6 separate regions of the Mus musculus genome follow, and regions 1, 2, 3, 5 and 6 are each linked to region 4. A link is a contact called in public promoter capture Hi-C data. All regions are on one chromosome and are shown on one strand. The core of a region is the stretch at or near the end of the contact, and the rest is flanking DNA. Distances in the headings are between cores, read along the strand shown.

Region 1 (4,497 bases), core at 1,016-3,515, 1.9 Mb before region 4:
CGCTCCAGGTTTAGAAATAGCCCGACATTGCTGTGTGACTTAGGACCCGGAAGAACATGCTTCCCTCTAAGTCTGGTAAAAACCCCAAGGGTCCACTCCAGCCCAAGGGTGAGGCCCTCCTCCACCCCCTCTCCAATGCCGCCTCTCAAACACCGTCAAATAGTGCCCTGGGTAAATTACCATAAACTTCTAGCGCTTTCTCTTCCATGATCCGGGGCTGCCAGGCAGCTCCGTGCTCAGAAAAGCCTGAGAGCCATAGGACCCTGCTCAGCGTCCAGGAAAGCAGCCCAGACACTCGCTCCATCCTCACGTTCCGCCATCCCTGGCGACTGTCCCAACCGAGCCACCGTCTTTCCGCAGCCGACCTCGAGAGAGAACTTCCTGGTCTTCAAATAAACCAAGACATGTGTAAAGGTTTAGGGGAGCAGAGAATAGGCGGGACTCAAAACTGCAACGCGAAGGACCTAGGGAAATTAGCTGTAAAGACTACATGTCCCAAGATGCTCTGCTCGATTTAGAAGGCACAGAAAAATCCTTACGGCCCGTTAGGCGCATTGCATGCTGGGATGTCTAAGGGGCGTTAGCGGAGCGGCGGCGAAATGTATATGGGGCTTGTAGTCTTAGCCAGAGGATCGTGTAACGGACTGTTATACGTCACCAAATGCCCCACTCAGTTCCTAGGAAGAACTAAAGATGAATCCTAAAGAGGTAGGGGAAAGGAGATCAAGGTTACTACTACTGGAAGATATTCTAGAACGGAGACTCTACAGCTATTTCTCAGAGGAAGCCACTTCCAAACAAATTTTTCTTACTTTCTGACCAGGCCGGAAGTGGATTTCCTTTGCGGTGAAAGGGGTTATTTTGGAAGACCAATGTTGATAGGCATGCCTACGGACAGGGAAGGCTTAGTTTTCTTATCTCCTAGAAACTTAGTTTAGTGCAGCTTCTCTCCATGGGGAGGATTTCTATCGACCACCACCCAAATTACAGCGAGAGAACTTTATCTGTGTTCACTATGTAGTAATGATAACGGAGATGAACATCCTAAAAAAGCATTTCTTAACCTTTTTTTTGTGTGTTCATGGCTGTGATGGGTGCCAGTTACAGAGTTGATTGTGTTTCCACCTCAAATATTTATTAGACACTTAATTTGCCATACACAATGTGTATGCAGGAATAAAAGTTACAAACTAAGACACTCTCCTGACCTTCAGGCAGTTTACTTTATCTGTAAGGGAATCCACCCCTAATGTTGAGTTTGCAGTTGTAAACAGCCAACTTTGCTAGGCCTGGTGGCTCATGCCTGTAATTCCAGCACTTGGGAGGCCGAGGGAGGAGCATTGAGTTTGAGGCCAGCTTTGGACACAGAATTTCAGGCCTGCCTAAGGTGGTTTCAACCAGAAAAGCAAACCACCTCTGTTGGTGTTAGTGGCAGGTTTCAGCTCCTTGAAAGGATCATCTTGCAAATTAGTCCGTGATAACATAACCTATGTTATCTTTAAACTCTAGTTGACTTCGACTCACCAACCTGTGATTAAGTTCCGGGAACTTTTTTTTTTTTCGAGGCAGGGTTTCTCTGTATAGCCCTGGCTGTCCTGGAACTCACTCTGTAGACCAGCCTGGCCTTGAACTCAGAAATCCACCTGCTTCTGCCGCCCGAGGGCTGGGATTAAAGGCGTGTCACCACGCCCGGCTATAACCCAAAATTCTTAAGGACCGAATTTAATACACGGAAATCTCCCCTTTGTGTGAAGCCTGGCTTCTCAAAAAATCGATAACTTCTTTTTATTGTTGCACACTGTAACACTGAGTGTGTTTAAATTGTTGACTTACAAGACTGCCTCATTAAACTGTGAGCCAGGAGCTTTTGTGTTTGTATTTGAAACGCACAGTAAGGTGCCAAGCTCACAGTGAATGCTCTGTATATGTTAAATGAATTAATGTCCAAAAACTAAGTGGCAAAACTTCCTGCAGTCGTTTCAGCCCTCAATCAAAAATATTTATTGAATCTCTCAGAGAACACTGTGCTTGGCATGAGCAGGTGGCATGCAGAGGTTTTCAAACATTGTTAGTCACAGACTTTATTCAAACAGAACCTTAGAAGCGTGACAGATAGAGCCATGCAGGGCACAAAGACCCGGAGGAACTCCTCAGCCTCTAGCTCCTCCTCTGCCTACTTGGCCCGCCCCAGTGCAGCCTTGCGGTTCAGTGCTTGGATTGGCTGAGCAGCAGCCCAGGCCCCGCCCTAGGTCCCTCCCCCAGGTTCCGCCCCGATGGTCCCTCTGGGTCCATAACGGCCCTCGCGCACCTCACACGGCTGGAGCGCTTTGCTCGCGGCACTGTCTATAAAGTTGTTGTTGCTGCTTCCGCCACGGGTGGAGGAAGATGGCGTCAGGAGGTGGTGGCTGTAGCGCTTCGGAGCGACTCCCTCCGCCCTTCCCTGGCATGGATCCGGAGTCGGAAGGGGCTGCCGGGGGGTCAGAACCCGAGGCTGGGGACAGCGACACCGAGGGGGAGGATATTTTCACTGGCGCCGCGGCAGCCGTGAGTTCCCATCCTTGGGGCAGCAGACAGAAAAGAGCCCCCCAAAAGAGAACCCTTATTAAGGGTTCGAGGGCTTTGAAGATAGTGGGCCTGGTGGGAAATCTTCGCTCGGTGTCAGCAATCAGGACTCCAGGGCCCTGAGTAGGAAACGAGCCCTAGAGCCTGGCTGCCCAAGCCCGGGCGGGAAGAGACGAGGGGTGTGGTGGCTTCACCACGGATCCTTAATAGCCAAGAGCAACCTAGGCCGTCCCCTGGCCCAGAGGTGTGGTTACCCCAAGGATTCAGCGGGCATTTCTGCTGGTTGTGTCCTGGGCAGACTGACTTTAAACATGACAAATTAGAAAATGAGGTGCAGACCATCAGTTCCCTTGTTTTATTGCACCGAAAGTGGAAACGTGATCTAGGAAGGACCATGACCCGCCCACTGATCCTCCTGTTATACCCAGCACTTCCTGGTCATTACCAAAAGCCCATTCTGGATACTAGTTTATGGAAGTTAGGTTGTGACTCCTTTGATCTCTCCAGGAATCAGGGCAAATGCTGGTTGAGAGAAATAGATTACACGGATCAGAAAGCTTTTGTTTCTGTTAAAAGGATGCATTAAAGTGCTTGGAAACAGATCTGTAAATGTGAAGGGAAAAACTGTCTCCCATAATAAATATCTAGGTTTCAAATGAGAGCTAGCTGCTGGCAAAACAACCAAAACCTCCTTGTCTTTCCGTGTGGAATGTCATGGGTTAACAGCACCAGGAGAGATGTTTTGGGCTGTTTTATGAGAACACTGACTCATACCACTCGGTACAGTTAGTTCCAGCTTAGAAACGTCTTCAGTACCGAGTCTATGCAGTTATCTTCCTTTCTTGGTTATTGTTTCTCTTCAGAGTAGCTAATCAGTATCAGACTGAGTTAAATAACTTTAAATTCTGTATATAGCATGTGTCTGAAAACTTGGAGGTGCCCCTTACATTAGAAAAAATTTAGATTTTGGAGGGTTTTTTGTTTTTGTTTTTTTTAACATGGCCGTAGTTAAAATTTTACTATGTTGAGAAATTGAAGGCTATAATCATAAAGTGGTTGCTGGTGCTAATGACAGCAGATTGTCTAATGATGTCTGCTACTCTGAGAAAGAGTAACTTGCCGATAATGGAGTCTTTATTTCTGTTTAAGTATCTTTATATAGTTACTCTCATAAATCATGGAGAACAGCTACTGTTAGTAACTTCTGAGATGATGGGTGAAATACCTGAAAATTGAAACTGGCAGGGAGGAGCTGTTGTCCAGAGTTCTTAGTAAAAAGCACGAGACTGTGGTTTTACTGACCTCATCCAGTTAGTGATGGAGGCTTGATACTTCTTAAGACTGTAAAAATCTCTTGTCTTCTTCCCAAAAAATGAGGGAAGGATAGTCAGAATTACTTTGCTCTACCACAGAAAGCAGGTGCTGAGGTCAAACCCAGCTTGTTGCAAATGCTAGTTATACATTCTACCACTGAACTATGTCCTCAGTAGCTAGATATCTTTAGATTTGACCCAGAATACTACTCTTCAAGAAACCAAGGCTTCACTAAGCGATTTTATTAAGCAACCATTAGTTATAAATTATATTTTTAACAGATGCTTTAGTTATGAGACAAAGAATTTAGACTTCTACACAGTTAAAATGAAAGAAAAACACTGAAAAATTAAGAAATTAAGTTGGGCCTATTGGCTCAAACCTATAATCTCAGCTACTCTGGACCTGAGGCAGGGGCTCTGTTGAAAGTTCAGGTTCAGCCTGGGTACACCGAAGATTACAGAGTAGGTTGTAAAGTCTGATGCTAATCTAGGCAGTCTGCTTGCTTATTTTAACTTTGGTTTTTGTTTTGTTATCATTTGAGATAGGTTCTCACATAGCCAAAGTGTTGAACTCCCAATCAATCCTCCTGCCTACACCTCCGAATGGTAGGATGAGCAT
Region 2 (4,670 bases), core at 1,287-3,786, 1.3 Mb after region 4:
GAAATAAAAAGAGAGGAGTAAGGGTGCTTCCCTGTATTTCATTTTGAGAATACTGGATATATATATATATATATATATATATGCTGGATAATAGTGAGACTCTTGGGGAAGGAGCAAGTCTGGCGGTCAAGGATGATTGTGAGGTGGTGATGAGATGTGGAGTTGATACTAGGCAGCTAGCAACATTAGGGCTCAGCCTCTTTTTAATTAATTAATTAACTAACTAATCAATTAATTAAATTTGACACAAGGCTTTACTTGTAGCCCTAACTGGCCTAGAACTTACTTTGTAGACCAGGCTGGCCTCAATCTCCCATGAGATCTGCCTGGAATGCTGGAATTAAGGGCCTGTACCACAACACACAGTCTCTCTAAAGCAAAATTAATTAATTAATTAATTAATAATAATAAATTAAATTATTTCTTTTGGGATAGGATCTCCTGTAGCCCAGGCTTGCCTGGAACTGGAATCCTTGGATCTTTTACCTCCCAACTACTGGGATTTTGTTCAGGTACCACAATTTCCATTTTTATGCAATGTCAGAGGTCAAACACAGGACTTCTTGTATGTTAGGCAGTTAGATAAACAGTCTACAAGCAGAGCTGAATCCCTAAGCCTGCCTGGATTCGAATTTGGTGATGCAGTCTAAGCTGCAGATATTTGAAAATCGTTATATTATAGACCAAAAGTCAAGAGTTGAATGATAGCTCTGGGTGGTTGAATAAAGATCACAGCTGAGTCTTAGAATCTCCTATCCTTCTTCTTTCTCTCTCTCTCTCTCCCCCCCCCTCTCTTTCTTCCTCTCTCCCTTCCTTATTCTCTCTCTCCCTTCCTTCCCCTTCCCTCCTTTTTTCCTTCCTTCCTTTCTTGTTCCCCTACCCCTACCCCAGGTCTCTTTGTGTAGCCTTGGCTATCTTAGAACAAGTTCTGTAGACCAGGCTGACCTCGAACTCACAGAGATCTGCCTCGTCTTTATAGCAAATTCCAGGGCTGAATAGTGAGACTCAGGAGAGAAAAAGGGTGGAGGGCGGAAAGGAGGGAGAGAGACGAGGAGAGAGGAATAGGGGTGGGGGTGGGGAAGCTACCTAGTAAAGAGACAGGAATGGAATGTTGGGACAGTGGCAGTGATGTGGAGGAAAGTTCAAGAACTCTGTTTCCAGAGAAAGCAATCACATCAACTGTTAGCAGTTCCCTCTAGGCAATTGAGGTAAGCCCTGGGAACTGAGAGTGGGCTTCGAAAAGGTGTAGATGAGAGCTCAAGATAGGGCAGGCAGTGGAGCTGCCTCAGGATAGGTTTGGAGGTAATGCCACTGAAGAAATGGGAACAAGTACTTGTAGAAAAATGAAGTCTTGTTTGTGAATTTATTCAGTGAAGAAAGCGGAGAAATAGAGTACCCATTGAAGGTAATTTTGGATCCAGAGGAAGCATAAATTTAAGTAAGGAATTTTGGTTATGTTTATATGCTGATGAAAATGATTCCTTGAAGAAAGGGGGTTGGAACTATAAAGATACTGGAGTAAAACATGTGGGCATGTGGGAGTGAAATAATCCAGGTCACTGGTCAGGACCTGGCCTTCTTGAATTCAGAGTAACCCAAATGTTAAGAGGATTTTGATAGTAAAAAGTTGATCAGTTAAAAAAGGCTGGGGTTTTGAAGGAAGCTTTTAGTAGATAGGAGTAAGTCTAAATATCAATGTAGGTGAAGAAAACCCTTCTGGGATTAAGCACACCCCACCCCCCCCAATCCATTTTTCTCTTGGTGAGCCTTTTAATCTCTATGCTGTTCATCACCATTAGTAATTATATCTTAATAGTTCACAGATCTGTACCCCATGAGCGACAGGTCAGGGATCTTCTCTAATTTCTGACTACCCAGGGTGACGCGATGAATAAATGTCTTCAGAATTTGCCTTAGCTACTACTGTTAAATGCTGTTTAGGAGAGTCCCTTTTTCCCCTCAGAGCTTTTATTTCGGAAAAGATACCATGGGAATGATATATATATATATATATATATTTTTTTTTTTTTTTCTTTTTTGGCCTAACTGCCTCATCATGAGGATCTGCGTAAACCCAGAAACGCTTCGTCAAATTCTCCTTAGACAAAACTGACTAATTGGCTAGTTGTGATCGACCGGCAGCTGGGTAGGGTACAGGTGCAGAACGCATCTTGCGCATGGGGGCGCGCCGTGGCTTCAGTCAACTGGGGCTCAGAGGGCAGCCGAAGGATGAGACTGAGGCCAACACCTCCCCAGATGTGGCCTCTTCCCTGGGCGCTACTGGCTCGGCCAGTGTGGGGGCGGGGAGGCCGAGGGGGTAGTAACTGTCAAACTCCCGCTTGGCGCCATTATTTAAATAGTGCGTGTGGGTCTCGCAGCTGTGCGTGCCCGGGGCGGGGCAGCGAGCTCCTGGAGTGGGGCGGAGGCCAGGGGCGGAGCGGGAAGGCTGAGGGGCGGGGTGGAGGCGGAGTCAAGTCCGCTAGAGGGGAGGTTCCAGCGCGGCCCCCGGCGAGCTTCATTGCGCTTGCGCTGACAGACGCAAGATGGCGGACAGTGCGGAACTAAAGGTAAAGCGCAGCTCGAATTCACTTCTAATATTCGGCCGCGGAGACGGCGCCGCGGCTGCCGGGGGGATGGGTCGGACCCTGGGGGGCCCGCTCGGGCCGGGCTCCACCCGAGTCTGGAGTTGTAGGCGGGAGAGGCGCTCCGGGCCTTAGTGGAGGGGGCCTGGCTGCGGCGGGCCGTGGGCCCCGGGTGCCTCGGGGGCGCTGACGGGTCGTCCCCGGCGTGTTATTGTTGTGGGCGCCTCTGGCGGGGGTGGCGGGGCGAAGAGAGAGTGAGTCGGGACGTGGCGGCAGCGGCGGTCCCCGGGGCCTGGGTGCCTTACCTTGCAGCCCGCCTCCCCCCCCCCCCCCCATGGGCAGCCAGGGGGTGGGGGGGTGTAGGCTGCTCTGGGAAGAGGGGGATCGGGAAAACTGCCCCGCTGCCGCTTCCTCTTCCTCTTTCGCCGTCCCGGGCTCCTGTCAGGCGCAGCGCTCGGACCCCCGGGAACTTGGCTCCGGCCGCCCCGCCCCTCCGCGGCGCCCAGGCGCCCCCGCCTCGCTTGCCGCCGCTGCCCGCCCGCCTGTCAATGGGTGCCCGGCCAGAGGGAATGCGCGATCCCGGGGCAATCGGCTAGGGAATACGAGGGAGAAGCTCTTGGAAAGTTTAGCGAGCCCGGAGCCGGCGTTGGGGGTTCGGCTAAAGGGTTGCAGGGGGAGTCTGCCCGGGCGGGACGTTACTGTTTCTCTCTTGATTTCGGGCCACCGGGGAGGGTGTGTGTGTGGTGGTGGGGAGCAACCCATTGAAAGAGTGTGCTTTTGGGAGCGGTGGTGGGGATGCAGCCACCTCTCTGCACTCTTGCTGTCTCTGGTGTGGCAGATGAGAGCAGCCTTGGGGGTCTCTAAACACACCATGATGGCGATGCTATAGCTGATGGAGGTGAATGGTTCGTGTTTATATCCCCCGTTGCCTTTTGTTTGTTAGGGACATCTTGCTGGCCATGTTGATTTAAACGAAATTCTCCTCCCACCCACCCCCCATCCCACCCCAACCTCCAATAAATAGAACGTTCCATCGTTCCTCTCAACTGTACCAATTACTCATGCCTCGCGAAATTAGATGAAAGGGTGCCCCCTTTCCCCCGCTTTTTCTCCCACCCCAATCTTTACCTGATGATGGCTCCTTTACTGAAGCACATATACCACTACACAAGCAGTTGGGGGAGGGCTGGTGGAACCCTTATGATTGGATTGTGACAAATGGGTCTCTGCTTGAATAATTCTGGTTTAGTAGCAGGCAGGCAGTTCTTAACTAACGCATATTATTTAGAGGCTCTGAACATGGTATTCCCTTCTCTGGCTTCCTGTGTGCGAACCAAACAGCTGGTTATAGCACATCTCTGTCAGAGTGGAGATTGGGCTATGCAATTATAAATCCTCAGGGAGATTTAGAAATTCTTTTTATAATCAATAAAAAAAATTATTATTTTCCCCATTATAATGAAATAACTTCTAAAACAAGCAGACCACTACCTGTGTTTCTGGACACTTTTCTTTCCGTGCACCTGTGTGTGTGTGTGTGTGTGTGTGTGTGTAAAAGCCTCACTGGAAGATCTTTTTTTCCTTAGTAACTTTGGAGTGTTAACATATCAAGATTTTTGTACAAGATTTGGGTATTTGTTTTTTTTAAGTTTACTTCTAATTACTAACTTGTTTAAGACAGAAAATCTTAATGGATAGCGCCCCCCCCCCCTTTTTTTTTAAGACAGAGGTTTGCTATGTTGCTGAGGTTGGTCTGGAACTCACTGTGTAGACAGACCATACAGGCTTTAAACTTCAGGGATCCTCTAGCCTCTGCCTCCTTAGTGCTAGGATTAAAGGGATTAAAGGCATTCACCACCATTCCTGACTTGGATAGTTTTTTTTATCCCAATTTCAGACTATTGATTTCACCAAGAAAGCCTCTGAAATTTAACATTTTGGAGACAACCACCTTGCATAAAAACAAACGAACAAAAAACCCCAGAGCTCAAGTATGTGTATTTTATGTAATTATTTTTCTGTCACTATGTTACTGTCATCTTTTATTTTTGATTTTGTTTTGAGGCAGGGTTTCTCTCTGTGTAGCCC
Region 3 (4,258 bases), core at 262-2,761, 1.2 Mb before region 4:
TGGGCAGTGTGTTCAGGACAGATTTGCTTTCTCGTGACTCTGTTCTTTACAAAAAACAGAAGCACCTGTTCAGGCTGGTGAGGAAAGAGGCAGAGATAAGCTTTATCAAGGAAACCCCTCCTCCCGCTGGCCAGGATGCTAAGGCTCCCCAGCTCTTCTTGGACCTTGCGTTGCTGGACAGTAAGTTGGCTAGTTGTGAGAGAGCATGTACTTGGCCTTCAGAGTTTCAACAGAACCTGCAGTTCATAGCTGAGGAAATCGCCTCTACAAATGTTTAACACACGGTCAGTCACATATTGCTGGTCCTTTATCTCAATGTATAGGTGTCTTATATAGGGACAATCTGTGGTTGTTAATACAACCAATTAAAAAGGTTATTAGAACTAGAGAGCCTCTAGGTGACATAACTATGGTTCTCGGTGTTGGGGAACGCTCACCATGGGCTTTTACCACTGAACTACACCTAAGGCCCTGCGGCGGGCTGTTCACTACACATCTTCATCCTTCACCACACCTATATGTATTAAATAGCCATCTTTTTGGAGATTTCTTCAGGTAAGATTTATCCTTTCTCCAGGAACCTATCCACTTCTCTCTAAATATCATGAGAGGAGACGCTGCCCGCACATCTTTCTCTCTGACCACTCGTTTCAAGGTTCTGGTGTAAAATCTTTTTGAAAACTCATACACAGCTATTAGACGGCTTCCCAATGTGCAGAATCCTTGCAAAAAGAGAAGCTAGACCACTGCAGATGGAGACAAAACAACATCAGCCCCTAACTTCTAACTCCCTGGGAAAAGAAGAAAAAAGGGGGGGGGGGTTTCTCTCGCCCTGCTACACTCTTCATGACTCTTTCACAGGCCTCACACCTAGTCTGAGGTAGGATCTTTAAAACAACTCTACTCGCAGCCCTTAAAAGTTGACTGAAACCAAAATGCTCCTGAATTTCTGCCCCAGGATGGGTGGCTCAAGAAAATGAGGATGTCTGACTAAGGATTTTGGGCACCAATCGCCATAGGGGCCGCCCTGGGTTCCACCAGTTCAGAAACAACAACAATCCGCAATGAACCGAGGCTGAACCTTAGACAGACCCACAGGCACAATCGGACACACACAGGCGCCCGCGAGAGCGCACCACACGCACACACAGAGATATGGATCACGTGCATGGTCACAAGGACCTGCCCACTCGTGAACTCTGCTCGTAAGTCACGCATGCTCGATACACGCCCACCTACAACCCTACACGCACCACACACCCACACTCTTGCTTTCCAGGGCCTGCCCCTCACCTGCCGTGGCCGCTCCCGCGTCCCTTTCTTTCCAGCCTAGACGGATCTTCGCCCCGATTTGGGCGCAGAGGATGGAGTCGGCGGGGCGCGGACTGGACCGGCGGCCGCAGATCAGGAGCCCCGCGGGAGCAGCGGGCAGAGGGGGCGCGCGGCCGAGCAGCCAGAGGCCACCGCCTCCCAGCTTTGGTACTGCGAGCTCCCCGGGCGCGCCTCCCGCTTCCGGGTTCCGAGGAGGCGGGACCAGATGGCGAGGAAGGGGCGGGGCTCTGGTGGTTACTATGGCGACGGGGCTGGCAAGGGAGGCCCTGTTCTGAGATTTGCGGTGTCCTAGAGGCTGTGGAGGCTGGTGGTGGATAAGGGTCAGTTCTTGGTCACTTCTGACAGGAGCATGGAGGAGGAAGTGAAAAATCTAGGCTGTAGGCCCCGGGGATGTGCTTCTGACTTCGGTTTTTAGGCGTCTTCATGCTTTGGTGGGGAGACACTTTTGGTCCATAGCTTTGGTGAATAGGCCTTGACATAGTCTTTTTAAAACATTAGTATATATCAGTTCATTACAATGGCTTAATTAGGACATTTTGATACCTATATAAAGAATTTGGATCATCACCCTCCCTTAGTCTCTGCCTCCCATGTCCCATTCCCCTTCAGCCTCCCAACTGCATATGCTTTCTCAGCAAAATTGTTTTTACCTTTTGTATAGACGCTGTCCTCTGACCTCCTTTCAAAGCCTTGTCTCCTTTTATGGCTTTGTGCTGATGTTGAGGGGGTATACTCAGCGCTGGTTTGCCCTCTTCTGTCAGGCACAGTCTAGTCACTGTTCTTACGAGAGATGTGGCAGATGCCACAACACCTTTCAGTTAGCTTACAGCTTTGCTCTGAAATAATGCATAATAATATTGAGTGACCTGTCAATCTTGTTTGAAAATTTGTAAGGTTCCTAAAGCAAGATCCTAATGTTTTAGGGACTTTTAAAAATATTTTTTATTATTATTACTTTTAATCGTGTGTGTGTTTGTGGGAGAGAGAATATATGGTGCACATGAGTGTAGTTTATAAGGAGGGCAGAGGAGGATCCTAGAGCTGGCATTACAAGTGTTTGTGAGTTGCCTAACACGGGTGTAAAAGTAATATGTATTCTTAACCTCTGAGCAATCTCTCAGCCCCCACGTGTGTGTGTGTGTGTGTGCGTGTCCCTGTGCCTGTGCATGTACGTGTGCGTGTGTGTGTGTGCGTGTGCCTGTACGTGTGTGTGTGCGTGTGTGTGTGTGTGTGTGTACGTGTGTGTGTTGATGCCTGCTGAGGCCAGCTTTGGACCCCCTGGAGCTGGAACTGCAGATGATTAAGATGGATCAAGCCTGACTGGGTACTAGGAACTCAGCTTTGGTCCTCTGGAAGAGCAGTAAGTTTGTTAACCACCAAACCATCTCTCCAGGCCTAGAGAGCACAGACGAAAACAATGACTCAAAAAAACAAAAACAAAACCACAAAACAACCAAACACTGATCTATGGCTCAGGAGTCTTAGGTTCCAGTCTAGAACTTAGACAAACACCAGACACATTTTCCCCAATGCATAGTGATGTCTCGGCTCTCAAAAAGGTGAGGCAGAAGGATCTCAAATAGTGGTACTGTATCTCAAAGCTAACTGAATTGTTCAAAATTATAGCAAAAAGTGGTAGATACAGAATCTGAAAAGACCTTTAACCAGCTCTCAAAATTCAGAGCTCATCACCAAATACATGATAGATAGGCTTTGATATATATATGTGTGTGTGTGTGTGTGTGTGTGTGTGCATATTTTATTACAATGTGAGCAATCTAACAATGTTTTGTGTCTCTTAGAAAAGTCCCATAGGGTTATTTGAATCTTCAGTTGTTCCTCAACACATGGCAAGCACACTGTTTGTCCTTGACAGAATGTTTGACATCTGCGTGTCCAGCTGTCTCAGCACACAGCTGTTGGCAGCAGGTTTCTGAGCAAGGCAGGCCACAGCTTGGGTAGACTTGGTGGGCAGAGTGCTAAGAATTTGCAGCTGTCCTGTGTGGCATCCACTGGAAGTTCCCACAGCATCTAAGTACAGCATCAATGCCTGTATGAGGCTCTCCTCCGAAAGCTGGAATGTTCACAGAATATGCTGTGAATACCAAGTAACATAAACAAGGGACCAAATGGCTTGTGGATTTGTCCCAAACTTTAGGCATGTGGGGTGAAAGTGGGGAGTGTGTCTTAAGACAGAATCTTATTCTGTAAACCTCCCTGGCCTGGAATTCTATATAAAGACCAGGTATGACAGGTCCCAGACCTTAGCACTACTGGCTCCATGGTGGAAGTGTCATTTGGGCTCTAAAGCTCAGAATGTAGACAGTGCCACCTGCCAAAAATGGAAACCAAGACCTAATCCATCAAAGCCCATAGTCCCGGGAAAGTCTCTAAACGTTCTAACCTTGCTTTTTGGCTTTTGTAATTCTGCTTCTGGCTAACTGGTCTTGTTAACTGAAGTGTGTCAACCCAGGACATGTATTTTGTGCTTGAAAGTTCACTCTGAGGGCTGGAGAGATGGATCAGCAGGGTAAAACACGGACTATTCTTCCTGGGATTACAGGGGTGTACCATCACAATAGACTTGTTTCTTTTTGACAAAATACCATTTGTTTTAAATCACACAGAGCAATCATATATATATATATATATTCATGTCTGACAAAGATATACATCAAAGGGCTGAAGGGATGGCTCGGTGGTTAAGAGTTCTTGCTGCTCTTGCAGAGGACCTGAGTGGGATTCCCAGCACCCATATTAGGTAGCTCACAACCACCTACTTGTAACTCCAGTTCCTGGGGATCTAACTATCTTTTCTGGCTCTTACCAACACTTGTACATGCATACACACACACTTTTTTAAATTTTACTTATTTGGCTTTTCAAGACAGGGTTTCTCTGCATAACCCTAGCTGTCCTGGAACTC
Region 4 (4,853 bases), core at 541-3,040:
AATGCAGGCTCTCCTGGAACTGGAGTGGTGGATAATTGGGAACCATCATGCAGGTGCTGGATATGAGCCTGGGCTCTCAGCAAGAGCAACATGTCCTCTTAATCACTGAGCCATGTCTCCAGCCCCTGAAACTGCATTTTTTTTCTGAATATGAACTATTGAGCTATTTGATAAATTCACATCTTATGCTCCAACAACCATCACAGAAAGACAGGATAAAACAATATTTGTTTATCTTGATGCTGATAGACTAAATGGGAAGTTGGTAGACTAAACCTAGAGTCTTTAAGGGGTGGGCAAGATAGACAGTGTCTCATGTGGCCCAGGTTAGGTCTGAAACTTGCTAGGTAGAGGAGGAACTTGCTAGGTAGCCTTCTGATCCTCCTGCCTCCGTTTGGTCAGTGCATGCCCCTCAATACCTATTTATGTCCTGGTGATTAAAAAAAAAAGATTTATCTGATTTATTATTATCATCATTTTAATTTTTCTTTTTTTTAAGATTATTCATTTATTATATGTAAGTACACTGTAGCTGTCTTCAGATACTCCAGAAGAGGGAGTCAGATCTCGTTACAGATGGTTATGAGCCACCATGTGGTTGCTGGGATTTGAACTCAGGACCTTTGGAAGAGCAGTCGGGTGCTCTTACCCACTGAGCCATCTCATCAGCCATTTTAGTTTTTCACGACAGGGTTTCTCTGTGTAGTCCTGGCTGTCTTGGAACTCACTCTGTAGACCAGGTTAGTCTCCAACTAGGGATTTCCACCTGTTTCTGCCTACCGAGTGCTGGGATTAAAAGTGTGTGCCTGACTTTATTTTTAATGATGTTTGTGTGTGTTTGGGTATGTACACAAGAGTACATGTACCCTCAGAGGCCAGAGGCATGGTATCCACTACAGCTGGAAGTTACAGGTGGTTGTGAGCTGCCCAAACACGAATGCAGGGAACCCAACTAGAGTCCTGTTAAAGCAAGAAACACCCTCAACTTCTGCGCTAGCTGTCCAGGCTACTCCAAACTTGACTTTGCCAAAAGGCTTAGAAAACGAAAAAGAGGATATGAGATTGGATACATTTAGGTCGGCTGACCCCATTAATTAGACTTCAATCTGCTCTCAAAATAGGCTTCACTAATTTACCACCTCTGCAGCACGGAGTTCTCAGCTGTGTACCTCCATTTTAGTAGAATTAAAATAGAAAAATCATGTCAGTTTAGTTTAAGGAGTCTCTTGACAAGTTTTCTTTTATTTTGAGACTGGGTCTCACAATGTATCCCTGGCTGTGTAGACCAAGCTGGCTTCGAATGCGTACACATCAGCCTGCCTCTGCCTCTTGTACTGGAATTAAAAATGTGCACTCCTGGCTTTTGTTCAATTTAGTTTGCTCTTACTCAATTCCGCTTGGCCTCAGGACACGAAAAGGGGTCCTTTTCTTATTTATTTTGTACTTTTGTCTGGGTCAAAATGACCCAGCCCAAGGGAGGAGAAGAGTTGAGATAAATAGGCCAAGCAGCCCCACTCAAAGGCAAGATGACCTGCGTGCAAGAACCTCGTACAGCAGCCACCTGGATACCGCTGGTCAGCAGAGGGCGCCCGGAAAGCCTCCCTTTAACTCCGCCCCAAGCCAATGCGCCGCGCCTCCCGTGACGTATTTCCGCGTCATCTGCCTCTGAGGCTAGTCCCCATTGGCTGTCGGCGAAGCGACGGGGGCGGAGTCAGGCGGGCGTGAGGGAAGCGCTGCAGCCCCCGTGGGGGCGGGGCCTGCTCGTTTCCCCGCCCCTCCCTCACCCTCCAGTCCCTCACTGGGACGTCTGTGCGCGGCGTCTCGGAGCGCCGGAGCAGCGGTGGCCGCACTTTCTCCAAGCTGGGGCTGTAGCTGAGCTGTGGGTAGTGCGCAGGGAGCCGTCCGAGCCCGAGGAACCGGTGTGCTGAGGCGAGAGTTCCCGGCCGGCGAGCGCGCGCAGCTGGTTCTCCGCGTGGGTTGGGCGGAGGGTCCCAGGAGCGCGGCGTTGATCGAGCCGCCCCGACTCTGGGCAGAGCCGAGGGAGGAAGCGAGAAGCGGCCGCGCGCTCCCTGCTGAGTTGCAGGCTCTTTCCCGGCTGCAAGATGCCCAAGAAGAAGCCGACGCCCATCCAGCTGAACCCGGCCCCCGATGGCTCGGCGGTTAACGGGACCAGCTCGGCCGAGTGAGTACCGGGAGTGGCCGGGAGGCCGCCACCGCCAGGCGAGGCTTCGTCACGTACGGCCCGGCTGGCGGGGGGCGAGGAACTCCGGCCGCCGGGCTATCAGTGACTAAGCACTGATTGGGTGCCTGACTCACATCGACCGTGCACCCTACAAGTCCCGATCCCCCTCTTTCCCAACAGTGTCTGTCGTCCCTGGCCACCGACATCAATCTTCGCCCAAGAAAACGAAACCTAATGCGTCCCCCCCTAGCTATTGCCTAAAGGGCATACTCTGGGATTCTGGCCTGTAACAAGACGCAGAGCAAATTCAGGTCGCTTCTCATTAACCTTTGAGACCTCCTCGGGGTCTGAGTGTGGACTTGGGATGGGTGAGCCCCATTTACTTTTGGTGCCTGACACCTGTGGGGCCTTGTGGCCGGTTGATCGCCTGGCCAGCGGGGGCGTGTGTTCACAGATTTCCCCATGGCTTTTCCCTGGTTCACTTTGGGGACTCCCTCATCCGTGGCCTTTTTCTTGAGAAGTACCTTGCTCGAGGGAGGAGTCTCTCTTCATCTGTCCGTTCATGCAACAGTTCATCCCCTCACCGGTTATTCTCCCAGCTTTGCTTAGTTGACCGGGAGCCGGAAATTGACTTGAGGCATAAGAACGATGACCAGGGAAACAAAGCCAAAGGTTGCTCGGTATCTGCAGGGGCCAGTGTTGCTTACAGACAGATAAGAGTTTATTTCATAAGGTGGGTTTCTGAGCCCACCTGTTGGGTTTCTTCTTCATCTTTCCCTGAGGTCAGGAGACTTGAGAGGTATCTGATAAAATGAAAGTAGCTTCAGGCATTCTGTCCTTTGGAGATTATTGTAACCCCCCTCCCTCCTTTCCCTAGATTTTAATAACTCAGGACCTGTTGGTATGGTTACTGTCATTGATACCTGCAGTAGTATCAATGGCAGGGCTGGTAGTGGTGGATTTGTGTGAGCATAGCCAGATTATTAAGACTTGCTTCAAACACATCTTTTCTTTAGGTCCTTGACATTGCCCTTGACGTTGGATTTGTAACATATGTCTTTGAGCAGCATAATTAGCATTTGTTCAGTGTGTATGTACAGCAGTTTACCCCCTGTAAAACAGACTGCAAGTCCCCCTCCCCTCTTTCAAGGTAAGGTATTCTTCAGCAACTCTTTTCAGGACAAATATTTTTGTGAGACAATGGAGTGGGATGGGTAGGGTCTATATGTGTAACCCAGACTGGCATAGAATTAGCACAAGCTTTTTTTTTTTTTTTAATCATATTATTTTTAAATTTTTTTATTATTTTATTTATTTACATTCCAGTTGTTGCCCCCTTCAGTCTCCCCTCCCACAGTTCCTCATCACATTCCTCCTCCTCGCCTCTGAGAGTGCCCCCCCTTCCCTGGAACCTTAAGTCTCTTTCCAGGATTAAGCTCATTCTCTCCTCCTGAGACCAGACCAGGCAGTTCTCTGTTATATATGTGCCAGGGACCTCGGACCAGCCGGTGTATGCTCCTGGTTGGTGGCTCGGTGTTCGGGTGCTCCCTGGGGTCTGGGTTAGTTGAGACTGCAGGTCTTCCTATGGGGTTGCTCTCCCCTTCAGCTTCTTTAATTTTTTGCCTAATTCAACCATAAGGGTTCCCGACTTCAGTCCAATGGTTGGGTGTAAATTATATTATTTTTAATGATACATGTGTATGTTTGTCTGCATGGGTATGTGCACATGAGTGAGGTGCCCTTGGAGGCCAGAGCTATCAAGATTCCCTGGATTCGTTGGAGCTAGTTGTGAGCCATGAGTGCTGGAAACTGAACTGTAGTCCCCTGTCACCTGCAGAAACAGTAAGGGCTCTTAAGTTTTCAAACTGCTGGGCCATCTTTCCAACCCTTAGGATAAGTTTTGTTCACTCTAGATTCTTGTCAAAGGTTAGGGCCCTATCTACCTTCAGATCTTTGATTTTGCAAGTGGAGATAGATACCTGTTGTCATGCTCTTGTTCTTTTTGACGTTGTAACTGTACTCCTTTAAAGGAAAGGTAGCTTTCATGTAAAGAACTGACTAGGGTGCCAGAGGAATAGCTCTGTAAAAGCGCTTGCTGTGCAAACCTGATTATCTTTCAGTCCCCAAATCCTGCATTGGATGTAGAGAATCAACTCCTGAAAGTTATCCTTTGACCTCCACACAAATGTTGTGGAATCTGCATGCCCACACTCACACATACAAAGACAGTAAATTTTTAAAATTTTTGTTTGTTTGTTTGAGGTAGGGGCTCACTAAGTAGCCATGGTTGTCCTGGGACTCACTTTATAGACCAGGCTAACCTCTAACTTGCCTCTGCCTCCCAAGTGCTGGGATTAAAGGCAAATACTGCCACTGTTTTAGTTTTTTGTTTTTGTTTTGTTTTTTTTTAAAGAAACAGAATCAGGAATATAAGAGGAAACTACCTCTGAGTTGATGGCAGAAAATTTTGGATGGGATTGTGAGGTTCTTAACAGTGGTTTGCTTCAGAGATTATGTGCTGGATCACTCTGGATTTGAAGCCTGGCTCTGTTACTTGTAGTTTTGTGAGCCTGGACAAGTCTCTGGGCATTGGCTTATTTGTTTATTTTTAACAGAACAAATAGTCCTAATAATAGAACTAACTTACAGTAGTTGTGATTAAATGAACCTT
Region 5 (4,258 bases), core at 1,681-4,180, 1.3 Mb before region 4:
TAAACCCATTCATGCATTCTCATCTCATGGCCGCTTTTCCGGGACCTACCTGCCTAACCTCACAGCCTGCAGTAGAGAGATGAAGGTCTGGTCTGCTTGCCTCCACACCTCAGTCAGCTCCAGAATCACAGGCACACACCTCCTCCAGCTCTTGGCCTGGTGGGGAAAGGACAGGGGTGAGTCAGGGATCAGAGGAGACTCCCCCACAAGCATAGGATCAGAATCGGGATGTAAGTCCCCCACAAGCAGAGGTCAGGGTTAGGGTGTGACCAGTACCTGAAAGCAGAACTGAGGCTGCTGGGAGCCTTTGGTCACTGGTGGCAACTGTAGGAAGTCCCCACAGATGATGAGCTGGATCCCTCCAAATGGCTTCTTCTGTTGCCGGACAGCTCTGGATGGGAGCAGGGAGTGCTTTAGAGACGGATGCTCGGTGGGCAAACCCCTTGGAGGAAATAACCAGACTCAGGTCTCAGTGACTGCCCTTGCCGTCCGTACTGACCTGGCCACAGCTTCCAACTTGTCAAAGAAGTCTGCCTCCACCATGGAGATCTCGTCAATGACCAAACGTTGGCAGTTCAGCCAGCCCTGCCGCACACCTGGCCGATTGGCCAGGGCCATGCACTGGGCCAGGGGAGCCTGGCCTGAGCCGATGCCTATGAGTGACGCAATTCAGTCTGGGCTGAAATCCCAGCCCCCCTCATCTCTCCCTCCTTTGCCACAGGTCTGGCTTGCTCTTACCCCAAGCCCAAGGGCTCACACTTACCTGCAAAGGCATGAAGGGTGGTGCCCCCAATGTGGCAGGCTGCCACCCCAGTGCTGGCAGTGGCCACAGTACCAGTAGGGGGCAGGGAACCCAGGATATGTTTCAGCAGGTAGGACTTTCCTGTCCCTGGGTAGTAGGCAAAGTCAGAGTTGCCTGCCTGCTCCCCCCTAGGGCTGCCCACCACCTTATTCCTGCTCTATTACCTGCGCTCCCAGTGAAGAAAATGCTCTGGCCTTTCAGAACCATCCTCAGCACAGCGGCCTGCTCTTCAGAAAGCTTCGGTTTGGTGGAGGGCATGCGCAGCTTCTTCACAGGCAGGGGCCACCTTGGAGCTTCCTGGGAGGAACAGGGCTGTGTCAGAACCTCCTGCCATGCTGCTTGGTCTGTATGCACTGCAAAACAGCCCTTTGCTGTGCTCTTGACGTCACTTGGAACTTTGAGCAGGCTTGGGTCATCCGAACTTAGTCCCGACAGATACCAGACTTCATTTCTGGCTTTTCATCAGTTCAGTGTCAGGCATCTTAGATTGGTGACCACACCCGATCGAATCTAAAAGCTCCGTCAGATCCACCTGATGGTTTTCTCCTCAGGTGATTGGACGATTGCCTGCCCCTGATCCCTTTCTATTATTTCCCAAAGTTCCTCTCTTCTGGGACTTAATACCCGTTCTTTCCTCTAAGTTTTTGTCTTGTCTCCTCCGCCGCTATTTCTTTGGATGTGGCCAGGATCCTAGTTTCCTGTTCTCAGCTTATCTAATCTTGGGACTTACTGGTGGGTAAGCATGGATGATTTACACCTCACCATCATATTCAAATAAGGTACGATGGGCATTTCAAATCACCAGCTGTCTCCTTAATACTCCTGACTATCTTCCCCCAACCTTGGGCCTCCAGGGTTTCTTCGATCCTCAATAATAGCTCGCCCACACTCCCTTTTTGGTTCTCACCGTACTAGTCTGGGATTCCATTGGCCGCTTTTCCAGCGCAGAATCTGGAGCCTTGGTGGCTGCAGCACGCTGCAGTTCCTCTGGCTGCACTGGACTGATGGTGACAAAGTCTCGGGGCCGCGGGCCGAGCAACTGTGCGCGGGCAGAGGCGGGTCCCGGCCCAGGGGCAACCGCCAGCTTCAGGCGCAGCGTGCGCAGGAAGCGGCGCAAGCGCTCCGGGGGACAGTCGGAGAGGAGCAGTTGCACTGAGCCAGCTCCAGGGACTCCATCGGTGGGGAGCCGCAACGTGCTGCGCCCAGTCGCAGCGAAGCGGGTGAAGAGGCGCACGGCGCGTAGCGGGAAACAGCGTGGCCGCCCCGTGGGTCCCGGTGCCTGCAGTCGCAGCATTAACTCACGTCGTTCGTTTCGACCTAGGCTCAGCTCTGCGGCGCGCAGGGCCTGGCGCTTGCGAGGTTGCCCTCCAGGACTCAGCTCCTCCACGGCTACCCGGCACCGGAGCTCCGCATCGTCACATTCATCGGTCGCCGCCTCTGTGCTAGAAGGCATCTCCAATGCCTCTGCAGGCGTGCAGAGACCGGAGCGCATAAGTCACAGAAAATCGAGATGTAATAGGTGGTATGGCTGCGGTGACGGGAAATCCTGTCCAGACCTCTTAGTGTCAACAGGTTGTCACTGGTAACAGAAGGTGCCACCAAGATATTCCAAGCACTCTGGAGCGAGGAGAAACGTCCTCTGCTGCTGGAAGGTGGGGTCACATGCACTTAGGATTCGCGAGCGATTGTCCTGCAATGTCCACATTAGAAAGGTGTTCCTGCTCAGAAAAGAAGCTTGTTGAGGAGACTCACCCAGGCCAACAGGGGACTCGTTAGGGACTTCTACCCAGGAAGCAGAACAATAATCACACGTTGGGCGATGGGAAAGAGACTGGCTGGAAGTGAAAACAGGCTGAGACTTGCACACCCCCTTCAATAACCAATTAGTAGGTATCAGGGTCAGTGTGGTTCCAGTGCTTTGGAAAGGGTAAATGATTAGGGAATGTCTGGAACCTCCAGGCCCAGGAATCCATTGTCCCTCCGTCTGACCCACGAATCTGTACCTCTCCCAGCGAGGATCACTAAAATAATCGCGTTCTTTGCCTCCCACCTCAAGGATCCGATAGACTCGTTGCTTTCAGATGAAAAAGCTGATCTGAACCGGCCGGCAGAAAGCTTCAGCAGGAAGAACATTCAAATACTAGGAATAGAAAAACCACCCTATCACCGGCCTGGTCTTTAAATTCTCTAGCCAATCAGGGACAGGGGCGGGGGCGTGTCTACGGGCCGGCGTTTCTTCGTCTTTCCAACTCTCTGAGGACAGTTAACCAGAAGCAGGCTTTTTGTGTTTGGTCTTGGGTGCGTTTTAGAGTTCCACGAGTGGGCGTGGTGGGGTAGGGATGGGGCTGCGGCTCCGTGGCGCGTGGCGTATTGTTACCCAAGGCGGCTCTAAAGATTTGAGAACCCTTCAATTTACGCTGTCTGCTTTTCTCATTCTACCACCACCACATGACTGTGCTTGGCTTTGGGGAGACCCTGTTCCCACCCACAGAACGAACCACTGGCTCCTGTTCAGGTCATTCCCTGGGCCAGCCAAGTCCGCTTCCCTGTTCCCTAATTCTTTGCCCTTCTCTGCCCCCTTGTCTTTTACCCTGCTGAGACTACAGATGTCCAGTGGTTATAAAGGAAGCCAGTTAGTCCTTGTTCTCAGGGAATTCTTACTCCTCTGGTTGCTTTGACCACTCCGAGAATTTATCTTTTTCAGTTGGGGCCTTGTTACATTTTATAGGCTTTTTTTTTTTTTTTTTTTTTTTTTTTTGGTTTTTCGAGACAGGGTTTCTCTGTGTAGCCTTGGCTGTCCTGGAACTCACTTTGTAGACCAGGCTGGCCTCGAACTCAGAAATCCGTGTAGGCTGGTTTTAAAAATTCCTGGCCTTAAGGGATCCTCCTTCAGCTCCCTAAATAGCTGTGACTATAAGCACTTGACAAGATCCAGCTTTGAAAACTTACTTTTAATTATTATTTTTCCTTCACTGAAGTTTGAAATTACATAGCTGGAAGGGATCTTCTGGGTGGGTCCAGTCACCTCATTTTACAGATAATAATAGCCACTACAAACTAAATTCATTCATTCTTTCTTTCTTTCTTCTTTCTTTCCCCTCCCCCTCTTCCCTCCAAGATATCATATATCCAAGGCTAGCCTCAAATATCTCTAAGTTGCTACTCTCAGGGACATAACATTGAGTTTCTGATCTTTCTGCCTCCACCTAAATGTTACAATTCCATGCATCTACCACTGTGGCCAGTCAGCGCTGAGGATCAGAGTGTACAGCCCTCAAATTTGATATTCAAAATAAGAATTATAAGAATTGTTAAGAATTATTTTACTTTATGTGTATGAATGTTTTGCCTGCATGTGCTCCACTTGTGTGCCTGTTGAACCTCCTGAAACTGATGCTTGTGAACCACCACGTGGGGTCTGGGACTTGGAGATCTCTGCAAGACCCATGTGTGCTC
Region 6 (4,512 bases), core at 143-2,642, 1.4 Mb after region 4:
CTAAACTCTTGCTTCCTGGGCTATGTTCTGCACACATTAGGGAGCATGCATGTGATCTTAAAAAAAAAAAAAAAAGCGCCATCTTGTCACTTTTCTATTTAAAACTCCCTAAATGCAATCCCAGAGTAAACCAAACCGTTTGCATAGGTCACTGGGCCACATGACTTGCATCCTGCTGACTTAATCCTTTAGAACTCTTCCTACAGTCAGCAGCCACACTGCTTCTGTTCTGAGCTCACCATCTGTCTTCTGCTCAGGATCTTTGAACTATTTCCATTGTCCAGCCTCTGTTTCAGGCACCTGTTACAGAGGACTTCTCTGACCACCCAGGCGAAGTCTCCTAGTCCACACCCATAGCCCTTGTTTCATAGTAATGACATGAATCCAACAACTCTACATCATTTATTTGTCTGCTTTCTCCACACAACCACACAAGCCCCAGGAGAGAAAGGCCTAGCCTAGATGAAGAAATCTCTGATGCTAACCAAAGCCTTGTACGTGAATGGCTTATAGCATTCTTTGGATAAATGCTCTTTTCAAATCCTAACAATTCTGTGACGTGTAAGTGAGACAGCGGAGGTTCTGCAGGGTCAGGACTAGAGACTGGTTCCATCTGGCTATGACTGCTGCCTCTTAGCTCTTTATCTTACACACTTAATCCCCTTTCCTGGGAGGTCTGGTGAGGCTTTCAGTTGCTTTTCAGTGAAGCGGCTCTCGCCCTCCCAAATTTCGGAGGCTCATAATAGCCCTTATTCAAAAATGGATCTTTTGGGTGCTCTTTCCCCTTTTCCTGTGGCCCCCACCTCGCGCCCCCGCGCGTGAATCACTGGCAGACAGTATCCCACAGTAATAATCATAAAACTGGATGTGCTTTCTAGCCCGTAGATTCAGTAGCCTTCTCTCCGCCCCCAGCCTTGACTAAGCATCCTAGGGTCCTGTGGGGGCGAGATGGCTACTTGCGTCAAGGGCACTAGGGACTTTCAAACCCGCATCAGAGCTCAGCTAACTGCGCACAGCGGAACCTTTCTTTAGGATAGCCTCGTTTGCCCGCCGGTCGGTTTAGGAAGCAATACCTACTTAAGCGTCCCTCCCACTCCTGCCTTCCCTCCCTCCCTTCGGCTCCGTCTGCGGCGGCTGCTTTCCTCCCGCCCTAAGTTCCGGTGCTGGTGCTGCCGGCGCGGTCCGCGAACACCCACGCGCGGCTCACGGGAGCCCCGCTCGCCAGCGGACCCTTTCGATCGCCGGTGGGCGAGTGCCCGCGGTTTTCCTGCGGCGAGGAGCTAAGTGGAGGCCGTTCCAGACCCTCCGGCCCGGCGCGGGCAGGCGTGCACATCGCTCGCTATCCAGGGCGTGCGCGGGCCTCTCGAGACCCCAGCGGCGACCCGTAGCTCGGGCGCGCGCCTGTCGCAGCCCGCAGGAAGGAGGCGGCCTGAGACCCGGGGCGGCGGCCGCCATGGAGATCCCCTCGGCCCAGGGCCGGTGCCTGGGGCCTCGGGGGCGGCCCTGACCGTCCTTCTCCCCGCCCGGGCCGGGTCCCACTTGTGCCTCCGGCGGTGCTCGGCCACCTCTGCGTCTCCGCCCTCCCTGGGTCGCGCTGCTGCCTGGACACGGCGGCGGCGCCCTGTTGAATGGGCTGTGAGGGCCCGGGTCTGAAGTGCTGGTGGACGCGGCCTCCGGGGGCGCAAGGCAGCAGCAGCGGTGGCGACCAAACGGGTGTTGGAGTTGGCGGCGGCCATGGAGGGCCTGGCTGGCTATGTGTACAAGGCGGCCAGCGAGGGCAAGGTGCTCACTCTGGCTGCCTTGCTCCTTAACCGGTCAGAGAGCGATATCCGCTACCTGCTGGGCTATGTCAGTCAGCAGGGAGGACAGCGCTCCACACCCCTCATCATCGCAGCCCGCAATGGGCACGCCAAGGTGGTGCGCTTGCTGTTAGAACACTACCGTGTGCAGACCCAGCAGACCGGCACCGTCCGCTTCGACGGGTAGGTACATCCCAACTCCATCCTCCCTCCGACGCGCGCGGGCCTCCCAAGCCCTGGATCCTCTCATCCTTCATTAACCCTGTTTTCATGTGTGGACTCAGTTCTTTTTCATATCCCTTCACCCCCATTGATGCCCACCTCGTCTCCCAGAGCTATGCTTTGCTGCCTTTTCTTATCGACTCCTACCCTTTTCCCCCTGTAGGTGGTAGCCACACCCTGGGTCTTGAGATCTATAGTCTTCATTAGTCAGCGAACACGCACTGTCGGAGTGGTGGCTGCCCATCTAGGTTTTTGTATCTTTATATCAGCACTGGCGTAGTAACCTAGATCGGAAATTAACGAGATCAACAATTAAAATTGAGGACCTTTTGATGCTTCATTTAACCTCTCCATATCCCTTCTCCTCCCGCTCCCCCCCTCCCGTGGTCGGATCGAGCCTCAAGCAGGTCGTGGGACTATCTGTTAAAATAAGCCCCTAGAATCTTGTCATGCAGCTGGGCATCTCTAGGCACGGTTCTGACTCTCCCACAATGCTGGCCAATATTTTTGGCTGTACAGGTGGCTCTGGGCCTGGCGTAGAAGTTACGCCATTGCTAAATTACATGTATAGGGTGATACAGTGGGAAGGTTTCACAAACACTTAACATTGTTCAAAAATTTACTATTTACTATTATTCTAATATTTTTTTTCATTTGAGGTTAATTGTACATATTTTTGGGGGGCGGAGGAAGATAACAGAGTCGTCACGTTTGATACCTTTTTTTTTTTTCCTGTGCTGAACGATTGCGGAATGATTGGCATAATATAGCTGTATTCAGTTTGCTTTGTTTACATTGGTTTTTGTTGACCTGTAAATGAATAAGCTATTACTAGTTTAGCATTTTCTTTTGCAGTAGGTGGAATCTACGTATAGAAATGCAATTTAGTTTTGGTTAGTAAAAACTGCCTGACCAAAAAAGCCTGTTTGGAAGCATTCTTATATTCTCTAGCCCCTCCCTCCCTCCCTCCCTCCCTCCCTTCTTCTTTGCTACTTCTGGTCTCCAAAACCAGGTCTTGCTGCATAGCCCAGGCTGACCTGGAATCCCCCAACCTCTTGCTTTAGCTTCCATTATAGGTGTGGGCTTTAAAGCATCTTTTTTTTTTTTTTTTTTTTTTAAAGATGAATGTTAAATTTTGTTTGTTTTTTTTTTTTTTTTTTTTCCTCCTTAAACCATAAAAGCTTTTGAGTCAGTTTTAAATGAGAGGGAAATGATTTGGACTGTTGTATTCTAATGAAATGCCAGCCCCTGGGTCATAGCTTATATTTGGTTCTAGTGTAGATAGTAGGAAGATGAGCAAAGATGGCAACCTGATTCATGCCTATTCTTTGGCTTTGTGTCCTAGAGATCTCCAGCATCTCACAACTTTACCTATGCCTGAAGCAGGATGGCCCCACTATGTAAACATTCATATCTATTAAGTTAGGAATGAGTCCCTGTAGTAGCAGCTGTTGCTATGGAGCTTGTTGAGATCTGGGTTGATAAGAGAACCTGTCAGGAAGAAATTAGTTTTCTCACAAATTTAGAAAGGCTCTGGCCATTGCTGTCTTAGATCATGGACGAGAAAGCTGTTTTGAGGTGACAATGAAAAGAACCTGATGCCAGGTGTGGTGATGCAGGCCTGTAATCCCAACATTGGGAAGTAGGAAACGTATGTAAATTTGAGGTCAGCTTGGTATATAAAGGTTCCAGGCCAGCTAGTGCTGCATAGACCCTGTATCAGAACAAACAAGTACCCCTCCGCCTGATTCCTGACGTGATTGGAAATGCAGTTTTGAGCCTGTGTACCTGAATATCTTGTTCACCATTCTGCACAAACTAGTGAGATTAAGAAATTCTAAAGCAGACAGACAGTTGTCAGACATCCACTGTGTGCTAAGCTTTTGGTAGGGGTCTGTATTCAGAGACAAATGAGACTTCCATTGTAGAGGCTGACAGTTTGCTGAGAAGGGAGGGGAGAATCAAACATTAGTAATCACAGATAATCTGCCATTTAGGCTAATAAGAGTCCTTGAGGCTGCTGAGAGAACAGAGGAAGAGGAAGCCTTCAGCTTTGTGGTGGTAGAGAATCAAGGCTTGACAGAGGAGGTAGTATTTGAGCTGGATCCATGTAGTTGATAAACCATCACACTGTATTCTACCTAAAAGCTTTTATAACCTCTTAGGAAACCAAGTAGATTGGTTCTCAACTTGTGGTTTGTGACCCCTTTTACAGGAGTCCCATACTAGGTATCCTGTTATGATTCATAACAGCAAAATTACAGCTAGGAAGTAGCAACAAAAATAATTTTATGGTTGGGGGTCAGCACAACAGGAGGAACTAAATATGTGGGACTAAATAAAGGGTTGCAACATCAGAAAGGCTGAGGACTACTGCTCTAGAGCAAGGAGACCACCACCTAGAACGAGCCTTGTCAATCATTTGAGTCCTTGTTCACTGTTTTTGGAATAATTGAGATTATTTTGCTTATGGCTCAGCATGTGAACAGCA

The links. Promoter capture Hi-C pulls out the DNA fragments that hold promoters and counts their contacts. Capture Hi-C pulls out chosen DNA fragments and counts their contacts.
Region 1: a promoter capture Hi-C map of liver shows a contact between it and region 4, with 2.4 times the contacts expected there. The contact joins the promoter of Snx1 here to the promoter of Map2k1 in region 4. A contact is called at or near these places in 1 of 39 promoter capture datasets (pre-B cells) and 1 of 9 other capture datasets (liver).
Region 2: a promoter capture Hi-C map of erythroid cells shows a contact between it and region 4, with 17 times the contacts expected there. The contact joins the promoter of Pias1 here to the promoter of Map2k1 in region 4. A contact is called at or near these places in 1 of 39 promoter capture datasets (erythroid cells) and 1 of 9 other capture datasets (liver).
Region 3: a contact with region 4 is called in a promoter capture Hi-C map of pre-B cells, with 5 times the contacts expected there. The contact joins the promoter of Spg21 here to the promoter of Map2k1 in region 4. A contact is called at or near these places in 2 of 39 promoter capture datasets (erythroid cells and pre-B cells) and 1 of 484 Hi-C or Micro-C datasets (CD4 T cells).
Region 5: a contact with region 4 is called in a promoter capture Hi-C map of erythroid cells, with 2.6 times the contacts expected there. The contact joins the promoter of Pif1 here to the promoter of Map2k1 in region 4.
Region 6: a promoter capture Hi-C map of erythroid cells shows a contact between it and region 4, with 24 times the contacts expected there. The contact joins the promoter of Fem1b here to the promoter of Map2k1 in region 4. A contact is called at or near these places in 2 of 39 promoter capture datasets (erythroid cells and pre-B cells) and 2 of 115 datasets of contacts at active chromatin or transcription factors (astrocytes and embryonic stem cells).

The regions. Positions count from the first base shown.
Region 1 is chr9:66,122,654-66,127,150 of GRCm38.p6, reverse strand. Snx1 (sorting nexin 1) reads left to right here and starts at 2,265. Exons shown (of 15, transcript NM_019727.2): 1 at 2,265-2,544. The coding sequence starts at 2,386. It overlaps Ciao2a (cytosolic iron-sulfur assembly component 2A), which reads right to left and starts at 540. Exons shown (of 5, transcript NM_026635.3): 1 at 181-540. The coding sequence starts at 304.
Region 2 is chr9:62,978,745-62,983,414 of GRCm38.p6, reverse strand. Pias1 (protein inhibitor of activated STAT 1) reads left to right here and starts at 2,536. Exons shown (of 14, transcript NM_019663.3): 1 at 2,536-2,567. The coding sequence starts at 2,544. It overlaps Gm35574 (a long non-coding RNA gene), which reads right to left and starts at 2,901. Exons shown (of 6, transcript XR_379535.2): 1 at 2,888-2,901.
Region 3 is chr9:65,458,190-65,462,447 of GRCm38.p6, reverse strand. Spg21 (SPG21, maspardin) reads right to left here and starts at 1,511. Exons shown (of 9, transcript NM_138584.2): 1 at 1,294-1,511.
Region 4 is chr9:64,250,542-64,255,394 of GRCm38.p6, reverse strand. Map2k1 (mitogen-activated protein kinase kinase 1) reads left to right here and starts at 1,790. Exons shown (of 11, transcript NM_008927.4): 1 at 1,790-2,182. The coding sequence starts at 2,103.
Region 5 is chr9:65,585,846-65,590,103 of GRCm38.p6, reverse strand. It overlaps Pif1 (PIF1 5'-to-3' DNA helicase), which reads right to left and starts at 2,930. Exons shown (of 12, transcript NM_172453.5): 1 at 1,710-2,930; 2 at 967-1,099; 3 at 764-889; 4 at 500-653; 5 at 277-391; 6 at 50-156. The coding sequence starts at 2,255.
Region 6 is chr9:62,808,528-62,813,039 of GRCm38.p6, reverse strand. It overlaps Fem1b (fem 1 homolog b), which reads left to right and starts at 1,392. Exons shown (of 2, transcript NM_010193.4): 1 at 1,392-1,982. The coding sequence starts at 1,735.